2 separate regions of the Mus musculus genome follow, and region 2 is linked to region 1. Evidence: chromatin contacts called from public HiChIP or PLAC-seq data. All regions are on one chromosome and are shown on one strand. The core of a region is the stretch at or near the end of the contact, and the rest is flanking DNA. Distances in the headings are between cores, read along the strand shown. Region 1 holds the start of Vgf (VGF nerve growth factor inducible). Region 2 holds the start of Gigyf1 (GRB10 interacting GYF protein 1).

The links. HiChIP or PLAC-seq counts read pairs in DNA pulled down with a chosen protein or histone mark.
Region 2: a FOXA1 HiChIP or PLAC-seq map of pancreatic cancer cells shows a contact between it and region 1. The contact joins the promoter of Gigyf1 here to the promoter of Vgf in region 1. A contact is called at or near these places in 5 of 39 promoter capture datasets (the 3T3-L1 cell line, embryonic stem cells, hippocampal neurons and 2 more), 7 of 484 Hi-C or Micro-C datasets (Th1 cells, cortical neurons, embryonic stem cells and 1 more) and 12 of 115 datasets of contacts at active chromatin or transcription factors (SST interneurons, bone marrow-derived macrophages, differentiating embryonic stem cells and 5 more).

The regions. Positions count from the first base shown.
Region 1 is chr5:137,027,356-137,033,038 of GRCm38.p6, reverse strand. It overlaps Vgf (VGF nerve growth factor inducible), which reads right to left and starts at 2,744. Exons shown (of 2, transcript NM_001039385.1): 1 at 2,578-2,744; 2 at 1-2,073. The coding sequence starts at 2,053. The coding sequence ends at 200.
Region 2 is chr5:137,516,507-137,522,189 of GRCm38.p6, reverse strand. It overlaps Gigyf1 (GRB10 interacting GYF protein 1), which reads right to left and starts at 3,310. Exons shown (of 24, transcript NM_031408.2): 1 at 3,204-3,310; 2 at 2,978-3,107; 3 at 2,785-2,880; 4 at 2,573-2,684; 5 at 2,345-2,453; 6 at 2,122-2,162; 7 at 1,814-1,978; 8 at 1,390-1,643; 9 at 1,188-1,305; 10 at 208-342; 11 at 1-67. The coding sequence starts at 3,238.

The DNA.
Region 1 (5,683 bases), core at 1,495-3,994:
GACTGCAGACCCCAGGGAAGTCTGACAGGTCCGGTGCCGACAGAACCCGAGGCGGGGCCTTGTGGGGCGGGGCCGGGCGGCAGCCGAGGGGCGGAGCCAGGGCGCATGCAAACACTGAGAGGGAGGAGGAGCGACACGGAGGGGGGCGTGGTGGCGCGCGCAGCTGGGAGCGAGCGCGCGGAGGCGGGGCCGGGGCGGGTCACGGGCGGTGCAGCAGCACGTGCTCAATGTAATTCTCCAGCTCCTCCTGCTCCTGCAGCCGGCGCTCCTCCGCGTCCGCTTCCTCCTGCGCGCGCCTGGCCTGGGCCTCCAGATCCGGATGGTGGCGCGCAGGTGGCAACGCGTGATGGAAGTGACGGCGGCGGGAGGATGCGGGCGGCTGCAGTGTCCGCGGCCGAATGTAGTTTGGGAAGGGGTGATAGGGCCCCGGGGGAAACACCTCATCCTCCTCCCGATCCCAGGGTGGGAGCACTTCGTTCCAGTCCGGCAACTCATCCCGGGCTGGGGCGGGAGGTGGGGGCTGCGGAGAGCGGACATGGGTCGGGGCTGGGGCAGCCCTGGGAGGCGGCACCGGCTCGGGAGGGGCGTTCTTCTTCCGCTTCCGTTTCTCCTCCACCTCTTCGATGATGCTGACCACATCGTCTGCTGGCAGGTGGAGTTTGGTGGACAGTTCAATGAGACTATCGATCGTCTGCGGATCCATCTCCTCGTCGTCGTCATCCTCCTCCCCGCCCTCCTCTGCCCCCTCAGCATCCTTCCGCCGATGGCCTGGCGCCTCCTCCTGGGAGCGTTTGTCCTCGGCTCCGGCTTCCCCGTCCTCCTCCTCGGCGAACAGGAGTGCGTTCTGCCGCGCCCTCTCCGCCTCCTCTGCCTCCGCCTCCGCCTCCGCCGCCTCCTCATCCTCTTCCCCCACATCGTCCTCCCCACCACCTCGCCTCTCCTGCTCTGCCTCCTCCTCCCTCTCGTTCTCCCGCTCTTGCTGCGTCTCCTGCAGCTCGCGACCCCCGAGATCGCGCTGCCGGGCTCCGCCCTGCAACAGATACTGGAGCAGCAGGTCGGAGGCGAGATCGGCCAGCCGCTCTTCTTGCGCCGCGGCCTGCCGGGTGGCCTCCGCCTGTCTCCTCCCTGCCTCTACCTGAGCTAATCCTTGCTGAAGCAGGCGCTCTCCTGCCTCGGAGCCGCCCAGGAATGAGCCCTCGAGCCGGCGCACCTTAGGGAAGGGGCCACCTAGACTTTGATACGCCTTGGATAAGGGTGTCAAAGTCTCACCTAAATGTGTTTTAGGGGAGGACACTCCTTCCCCGAACTGATGAGTTTCGGGAAGGGGAGCGCTTTCGGACATTCGAGCCTGGAATTGGGAAGGGACCGGGGGCGGAAGAGGAGCGCGCTCCGGAACGCGCGCCTGGAACTCTCCCCAGGAAGCGCGCCACACGCGCTCTGGCCCGGGGCTCTCCAGATTGACTCGGGTCAGCGTGTGCGTGCGGGTTTCAGTCTCTGCTGCCGCCGTCTCTTGTTGGCGCTTAGCATTGCTCGGACTGAAATCTCGAAGTTCTTGGAGCAAGGATGCTAGCGCCTCCAGCTCTTCTGAGCGGTCGTCCTCCTCGGGATCGCGGTCCTGAGTCTGAGGGCGAGGGGGGGCCACAGCGGGCGCTTGGATTTCTGGTGCCGGGAGGCTATGGGTCTGACTGCGCACGGACTCGGTCAGCAGAGCTTCTGCTGCTTCTTCGGGTGTTCCCTGCTGGGAACCTCCCGGGACCGACGGGGGCGAGGCCGGACGGTCCAGTGCCTGCAACAGTACCGAGGCCAGCGCCCGGGGATCCACGCCCTGGAAGAGCTCTCCCTGGTCCTGAGGCTCGGGATTCCGAGCAGCTCGGACCTCTGGTACGCCGTCATCCTTTGGCCGGGACACTGCGTCCTCAGCTACCTGCCCATTATGCTCAGAGCTGAGGGGAGGAGGAAAAACATCGGGGCGCCCGGGGGGCGCTGCTCCCAACCCCTGGATCAGTAGAAGGAAGCAGAAGAGGACGGATGCCGGCAACGTGAAGGTTTTCATGACCAACGGGCTGCCAGAGACTGAAAAATAGAAGAAATCAAAGAAATAGAGGATTTCTATAAGAACTCCCCGCTTTCTATTTCTGCTTTCCCTCCCCCCACCTTTAAGCAGGAAATCCGGGGTTTCCCTCATTTCTCTAACCTTACCCGAAAAGAAACGTTTAGCAGAGAACAAGAAAGATGTGGCGATCTCTGGGGTCGTGCAAATGGGCAGAGAACGCCCGCAATCCTCCTTCTGGGTACCCAGTACCTCCTGTCGCCCCCTTCCCTAAGTCATCTCTCAGCCAGCGCCCGCGTACTAAGCAGCAATGATAAGCGGGAGGGGGGATCTGTTCCCTCCCCACAGGACTCCCCGGATGGTGCGTGGGTGACTTCATCAGCGACAAAAAAGCAGAGACTCCCCTTTTACCAAAGACCCTTCCCGGGGGCACACCGCTATGCTCTCAATACCCCATATGGAAAGAAAATCCTCCCTTCACGCCCACGAGTGAAGAGGGTTGGAGGGATGGACAGCGGAGTATTTACCAGCCGGTGTCACGACGGCGGGAGGTGGAGAGGAGGGTCGGGGCAGGGGGAAAGTCGGGACCGGTCCGCCTTGGCTCTGTTCCGTGGCTGGAGTATGAGCGATGGTCGAGGGCTGGCGTCCTAGAAGCTGGGCTCAGCTGGGTCAGCAACAGCGCTCTCGCTCCGGCTTCAGCACGCTGGACAGCGCCCGCGCCGCCTCTGCCTTATAAAGGGGAGCGCGCGGGGTCACGTGGGATAGCCCCGCCCCATTGACGTCAATGTTCATTCATGGGGAAGCGGGCGGGTGTCTGGTGGACGGTGAAAGTCCAATGATTGGAGGATAAGCGTCGCTCCCGGCCTGCACCTGCGCAGTAGGGCCCTCGGCTAGAGGGGCGTGCGCTAGCCGAGCTCCGGGAAATGAATGAATGAATGAATGAATGAAATGTCGAGGCGGGCGGGGCAGGGGGCTATGAATGAATGAAGGAGGGACGAGGAGAAAAGGATGAATGAATGAATGTAAAAATGAATGGAAGGGTGGGTACAGAGGAACCAGAAGGCGGGAGGGTGGGTTACAAAGCACTTGCGGCGCGGAGCCTGCGTTGCTGAGCAGAATAGGAAGAGGGCACCGCCAGCATCTAATTGGGCGCCAGTAAAAGATCAGTACTGGATGGGGGGACGGTAAGGGTTTGAAAGGGGAAGGGGCCTGGCTCCCTACTCCGCCACAGTATGGTCTATAGGGAGCACGCCCAAGGACAACTTGAACCTGAGAGGAGGGGGTGGATTTGCGGTGCGGGATGCCCGCCCAGGGTCAGCGCAGATGGGTGGATCTTGCGGTTTGGGTAATCACCTTGGAAAGGGTCCTAGTCGAGAGAGAAAAGGGAAAGATTGACGATGTGTGTGCCTTTGGGTCGTGTCTGTTCAAACCAGTTCGTGTCTGAAGGGGTTGGGGAAAAAAAGGTGTGTCTGTCCTTCTGGCCAGCGGGCTCTGCTGTGGCTGTTAGGGGGTTCCTGTTGTGCCCCCTTTTAATCCAACTCTCCCACACCCTTCAGCCTGTCTCCCTCTCCCCCACAGCCCCCACCCAAGGACATTTGGAGGGCGAGAGCAGACCAGGTGGGGAGGGGGTTGAGCAGGTGGAGAGGGTGACTCAACTCCATTTCTCTCTACCGCTTAAAGGGGAGGTCTGAACGCGACCGGGGGGGGGGGGTGAATTGCAACGTCAGAGATGGACCCTCTCAGCCATCAGACCCTTCGACCGTATCTCCTGCCCAGAGGGGTTGGGGCTGGGGGCTTGGACAGTTAGAGGTTCCGGGAGTGGGGGGCGATGACGCAGAGATTGCGCAGAAAATCTATCAGCCAGCCGGGTCCAGTGAAGGGAGACCAGACGTGGGCGGGGGTGGGATGGGAGGACGGAAATGGGGAGGGGGTAGAGGAGAGGGAAAGGTGGCCCCGGGAGCTGCTACTGCAGGAATGAAGGGGAGGGAGGAAGGCTGGAGGGGGCTGCGGTGCAGGCGGAGAGCAGTGCGGGGGCGTGGGCAGGGAAAGGGGGGGGACAATGACACACACCAGACACACAAGGACTGCGGACACAGGGGTGCTTATAGGCACACGCAAAGCCCCCCCGCACCCTGACACTTTGGAAACCAGAATGGGGAGGGCATCTGGAGGGTCTCAGAACCTCTTTCAGAGTCAGCCCCCTCATACCATCCTGTTACTGACCCTCATTTTAAGCCCCTAGCTCGTGCACGCGCGAGGGCGCGCGCGCGGGCACACACACACACACACACACACACACACACACACTCACGTGCTTTCTCTCTATAACCAGCAGTGGCTTCTCCCTTCCATCAGTGGCTTGACTTTCCCAGAAGAAACCCCATCAGCTCTGCAGAGAAAAGGTGGGGTGAGAGAGGAAAGAGAAGAGAGATGGGGACAGGGGGATGGAAGGAAAAGAACCTGAAGCAGGTTGAAGAAGCAGGCTAAAGGAGAGAGAAAGAAAAATAAATAAACAAACTTGAGAACCAAGGTGACAGTGGATATTCCAAAGAATGGAGGGAGGGGTGCCTAAAGACACACCAACAACAACAACAACAACAAAAACAACAGCACAGCAGCATCTGACACCCCTCCACACACAACTGTGGCTAGACCCTCCTTCCCTTTTCCCTCCCCATCTTTCTTCATCTTCTCAGCCTGGTTCCCTGGAGCCGTGGGCTGGGGGGGGGGGGGTCACGTTATCCTCCTTATGGAAGGTGAATCAGAAAGCTGGTGGTTCAGAGAGGGGGAGGGGAAACCTTTAGAGAGAGAAGGGAGGGGGAGAGAGCTCGACAAAAGGACTGCCTGATGGGAGTGAGAATCTAAGTTTGAGTTCCAGGGAAAGGAGATGGACACACTAAAGGAACCCTATACCTGTGTGCTTGCATGCATACACAAGCACCCTCATGTTGCATATACGCGTGTGTGCTTCTCTGGACAGAGATTAAAAGGACCTAAAGCAGAGAAGAAAAGGAGAAGAAACAGGGAGAAGCACGTGAAGACTGGGTGGATATGGCCCCAGTTTAAATGGAGGGAGAGACTTCTCTTGCAGTTTGCCACTTGTGTGACTGTTGGCACATCAGTGAAATTCTAATCTCTTGGGATTGTAGACACATCTGTGATGTTTGGGGTCTTTGTATGCACTCAGATCTGGTGCCTGGCTTTGAGTGTGTGTGTGTGTGTGTGTGTGTGTGTGTGTGTGTGTGTGTGTGTGTGTGTGTGTGTCTTTGTGAATTCCTAGAGCTCCTTTACTGCCTATTGGAGTGTGTCCATGCCTATGTGGTGAACTTCTCTGCATTTTAACATTTTCTTGCATTTTAACATTTTCTTGCATTTTAACATTTTCTTGCATTTTAACATTTTCCTGCATTTTAACATTTTCTTGCATTTTAACATTTTCTTGCATTTTAACATTTCTTGTTCCTCTTATTCTCTATAAATCTCGGGACATTACATCTCATAATTGAAGCCACTTCTCTGCAGCCCCCACATCCTAATCCCTGGTTCTTGGGGACATTCCCTATTTCTCTATCACCAGTCCCAACTCCCCACCCTTACTTTTTTGGAAAGCCAAGGAACTGCTCAAAAACTCGT
Region 2 (5,683 bases), core at 2,061-4,560, 490 kb before region 1:
AGATCTCCAGGTGGGCCAGGAGGTGAACTGATTCTAGGACTCAGAGACAGTCCCCTCAACTCGTCACCTAGGGAGATGGGAAAGTAGGGAGGGGCAGAGAAACGAACAAGATGGCTCCTGTAGCTGCTAGGAAAACAGGCTCTTGCCACAACTGCACTTCACTAGCCACGCCCATCACTCCCCTCTGCACGGCTCTTGCCAGCCTACCTTCAGCAGGAGGCAGCTCTTTCTCCACTGCCTCACCACCCTCCTCATTTGTCGTCCAGAGAGGACCCAAGGCTGGCAGTGAAGACGGTGAGCTGGAGTTCTCTGGAGGCGGCAATGGGGTTGCCTCCTTCCCTCCTGGAAGAAATAAATACGTGATTACCAGAACTCCAACCGGAAGAGCTAGGGCCAAGGAGCCAGCTTGATGGATAAAAGGGCTTGGTTCCCAGGCAAGAGGACCTGGGTGAAATCCCAGGAACCCGTAAAAGCCACTTGTGCTAGTGTGTGTCTGCAATCCCAGTTCTCCTATGGAAACACGGAAAGGACAGGAGATCCGCCATTAAGTTTGTAAGCCTAGCTTGGCACAGACAAAGAACAGAGATCCTACCATATACAAGGTGAAAGGCAAGGACACTTGTCCTCTGACCTGCCCACATACACAGGAAAAGACAACTGCAGGGGGTGGTATCTGAGGCAGTGCAAGTCAACACGTGTGACCTTGGGTAGTGAGTCTATCCTTCTGACTCTGGTCAAGCCCTAACCAAGCACGAGCACAGACATAGAGAACCACGCAGTCCACACTAAGCACGCTGGCCCTGGTCCTGCGCTGAGAGAGGGGAGGACCTACATGTGGTGAGGGGCTGTGTGCTCACACCTAACAAAGATTTCTCTGCACACCTGCCTGGGCCCGCCCCGGCCCGCCACCCACCCCAGCACACGTGCTGCAGGCTAGAGGACAACCTGGTGGAAATGGTTCTTCTCCCCTCTCTCCTGTGGGTTCCAGGGATTGAACTCACAGCATGATGCTTGGTGGCAAGCCTTTCACGTGCCAAACCGTCTCACCACTCCCGCCTGAACGTTTCTAAGCGGCCTGACCTGACACATGGGCGGCCAGTCAGCAGCCAGCTTAGCAACACATCTCTGCCAACTTGCCCCAGCCCGAGCTTCTCAGGCCTTGTCCCTGCACCGCTATGAGGGCTCACCTGCCTCAGGCCTCTCTTCATCCACCCCTTCTGACGGCTCCTCCTCCTCCTCCTCCTCCTCCTCCAGGCCCCGGAAATCAAGCTCCTGCTCCTCAGGGATGGCTTCCTTGGGGCCCTTCTGTGTGGGGAGGGCAGAGTGGACACAGTGGGAGGGCAGCCAGGGGGCAGCTGCCACCACCCCACTGGCCCCTGAGATGAGTACCTTAAGGGGCAGGAAGGCTCCGGAGGCATCGAAAGTGCCCATCTCCTCATCCTCATCCTCCAGGCACCACTCGGGGAGCCCATCCTTGTCATCTTCAAAGCCATCGAGCCCCCGGCATCTCCGGAGGTGAGAGTTGCCGCCCCCAACCCGCCCATCCTCTTCACCACACCCTCCGCGCTCCCCTCGCAAATCAAAATCAAACTTGCGCCTCCGCTCCCCATGCTCCCGCCAGCCAGCAGAGCGGGGACCACCATCTGAAAGAGAAAGTTGGAGAAGGGCAAAAATCCTCTAGTGCCCAGCCAAGCCAAGCCCCACCTTCTCCAGTCCACCAGGCTTCCCCTGGGATCTTCTTGTTCCTCGCGTGCATGGCACCTCTTCCCTAGTATCGCCAGGATATCCTGACCCCACCTAGCCCCCATCTTACCAGGGCTGGTGGAACGCCAGCGATCACCATCTCGCCGGGGTCCCGCCCCAAGTCTCCAGCTGCCATCATCCTCTTGCTCCTCTCGAAGTGAGCGCCAATTCTCACTGTCTGAGCGTGCATGCTCCTTCCTTGGGCCAGCCCCTCCCTCCTCAAAGCCAGACCGTACTGGCACAGGGGAGACAAACAGTAAGCATGGATGAACCTCAAGAGAGCTTACTCCTATTAGCTCCCCCCCCATCCCCCTACCTGGGAACCCCACCTCCACTGCCTCCCGACCATGCTGGCCACCATCATCAACACGCTCATACCTCCATCCCTCCTTGCAGGCTTCTCAAACCGCCTCTCGCCTCTGTGAAGAAAGGCGTCGGTCAAACATCACCCTTCCCCAGGGGGTGCTAGGCTGGGTAGACACGACCCAGGGGCTCTGATCAGGGCTGGCCTGCTGGGTGTCTCTGGTCCCTCTAGTCACCCTATTCCAGCTCAGTGGCACTCCTCCGTTCTGCCCGTCTCTCTCCATCTTGTCATCCCCACCTGTCATCCCAGCTTTGGCTTCGCTGGATCTCCCGAGGATTCCTTCCGAAGGCCCCATCGCCTTCCTCAATGCTTCTTTGGTAAAAGCAGCTGTCACCACGGCCTCGCCCTGAAGAAGAGGGTTTACACTGGGTCTGGGACCCTCCAGTGTCCCTCTGTATCCTTGCCACCACCCACTCCAACTCTGCCCACCTCCTCCCCTAAAAAATACGAGGAGTCGCTGTCTACCTCGGCTCCGAGTGCTGCCCCTGCCACGGGAGGTGGCAGGCAAAGGGGGCCCAGCCCCTTTCCCCATCAGTCTCAGCACAGCCACACTGTTCACCGACAGCGAGAAGTTTCTCTGAGGAGGGAGCCAGGGATGGCAGTGAGGACCGTCACCCAGTCAGCCCCCATCTTCCCAAGCCCAGCCCCTCCCTCCTCCACCCTAGGCCCAGCCCCACCTGCTCCTCCTCAGTCAGAGGCTCCAGAGCCAGAGGTTGCAGCGGTTCCTCTTGTAACACTGCAGCAAACTCCTTGTCCTGTAGTTCCTCCGGGACCTGGGATGGGGCAGGAGGCCCAATATATTAACCACTCAGAGGCAACTCACAGATAAGGCAAATGGGCGAGGGAGCTGTGCTCCATCCCAAACCTCACCTTGTTCTCCTTGACATAGAGGGCCAGCATCTCCTCTCGCCCATAGCGGTAATCTGCCAGCTTGTATTTGGGCATGGCAGGAGATGGGGGTGGAGAGGCCACGCTGCCACCACTCGAAAGGGCTCTCAGCCTAAAACAGGTACAAAAAAAAAGGGGAGACGGAGGTCCACGTGGCCCTTCACCCCTACACCAGCTTTTCCCCTGGACCAGAGCTTAAGTGACCCACCACTCAGGCCCAAAGTTGAGTGTCTCTGCTGCCATTGTGGAGCTTCGATGCTTCTCAAAGGTCAAGGATGAATGGCAGAGACAGGACCAGGAGAGTACTGTCCAAATACCTGTAGGGTCACAGACAAGTCATGAGTAAGCTGGTGCAGGGCAGATCAGTCATGGCGCCAGCACTTTGCTGGGCCAGTGACAGGCCTCCATCTAGACGGTGAGACATTTTGGCATTGAACTCACCTACACCAGACAGGTGACCACTCACACCATGAGTTAACCAAAGCTGAGTCAGGGTAGGGGAGAGTCCTAGGGAGTGAGGGAACACTGAAGCCTGAGCCCCTTCCAGCTCAGTGGGACGCCCTCTGGTGGCCCAACACTCACCTGACAGTTCTGTCCAGGGAAACAAGGGCTCTCTGGTCTCACAGGGGCCGGGCTGCGCTGAACTAGGATCCCCAAGCAACTAGCTCTAGCCTCTAAGTGCCTGGGAGAAACTTTCACATCTGGGAGAGATCCTTAGGGAGAAGAGGAGGAAGAGAGAGGTTACCCCAGTGAATTAGACAGTCTCCCAGCCCCTGGCCCACAGCTGCCGGGTACAGTGCACTCAGGAGAAGGGACAATGTGGTCATTGGTCAGAGGTGCTCTCATGGGATGGCTGAGGTAACCAGTGTGCCCAGAATACAGTGAGGATTTTCAGCACAAAACTTAAGCCTGCTTTGTAATGCCCATGTTTGTAATCCCAGCACTCAGGAGACAAAGGCAAGAGGACTGCAAGTTCCTGGGACAACCTGGGACAGCACACAGTAAGACTATTCTGAAACAATCACTGGACTGGGGATATAGTTTGGCTGGGGGTGGGGGGGCACTTATTCACCATACTTGAAGCCCTAGACTCTGCCCCCAACACCACACCAACAAGGAATATAGCACCCGGCTTTGATCCCAAACACTTGGGAGATAGAGAGAGGCAGGAGGTTCAGAAATTTAAGGTCACTTCTGGCTACATAAGAGTTTAGGGCCAGCCTGGGCTATATGAGACCCTGTCTCAAAAAATAAGACAGGCAGGCATTGGGGCCGCTTATGTTCTATAGAGGAATGGTCCATTTTATAAAGCAGTATGACAAGCCTTGGAACAAGCCAACTTCTCTAAAGAAAACTTAGGGCATCTGTCTGAGGGGGCTGGGTTTCAGCACAAACTAAGCAGACAGGACTTCCAGAGCCACAGGTACTCACTCCACTCACGGTAGGCTCTGAGCAGGTGGGTGTGGCCACAGGAATAGGAACCAAGACCTAAACTCCTACCCTACATCAACAACTGCCCCTCAGAAAAAAGGTCAAGGTGGGAGCAGGGTTCTCAGGTTGTGGCTGGCGGAAGGCTCCCTCACCATATGGGAAGAGGCAAGTTCAGTCTCTAGTGGCTAATGAGGCAGCAGTGGCAGCAACAGGGCAAGTTCCTCTAGGGTCCTGGGTAGGAGACTCTCAGGAAGGGCAGAGTAGAGAAGGAAGGACAGGCAGTGTCCGGGGGGAATACGTGGGTTTTTTATCACAGGCTGGGCAGGAGGCTGGACCAGTGTGCCTCTCCAGTCGCCATCCGCTGCAGGACGCCAGGAATCTAGAAGGAAGAAGAGAGTGTCCACTAGAGGAGTCTAGGAAAGAGGGTCTCCTCAGTAACTAAACCAAGGCCCCATGGCAGACAATGGGGTGACCCAGAATCTCAGCACCCCAGAACTCCCAAGCCACAGTGAGGTAAGTGTCTTAACTACAAGAGCCTGGGCTAGCTCAGGCTGCACACTCCACTCCCCCTTCCCGACCCCAATGACTGCACTAGATTCAGGAGGGCTCCACAATCACCCTGAGGGGAGCTGGGACTAGGCAGCCCTTAGGGGCTGGAGACGACACTAAGGAGGAAGAGTGCTCGCCTAGCTAGCACAAAGCCCTGGGTTTTACCTTCACATTGCATGAACCACATGTGGTAGTACACAAGGATCTAAAGTCTAAGCTCCAGCCGGGCGTGGTAGCACACGCCTACACGCCTTTAATCCCAGCACTCGGGAGGCAGAGGCAGGCGGATTTCTGAGTTCGAAGCCAACCTGGTCTACAAAGTGAGTGCCAGGACAGCCAGGGATACACAGAGAAACCCTGTCTCAATCCGCCCCCCCCCAAAAAGTTGGATACACAGAGAAACCCTGTCTCGAACCCCTCAAAAAGTTTAAGCTCCCCACCTCCTCACCCCTAGGAAAAACAAAATAAACACTAAAGGGGCTGGAGATGTCCCTCAACAGCCAGACACTTGCCAGCACGCACAAGGCTCTGTCTGGCTTCAGCCTCCACAACTGCCACAAAGGGACCTGGGGCTGGAGAGATGGCTCAGTGGTCGAGAGTACTTGCTGCTTGTCTAAAGGACCTGTGCTCAGTTCCCAGCAGGAGGGAGGGGGACAGGGGACTAGACTCCAAGAAAGATAACCCCTGTAGGATGTTTCTTACAGAGTA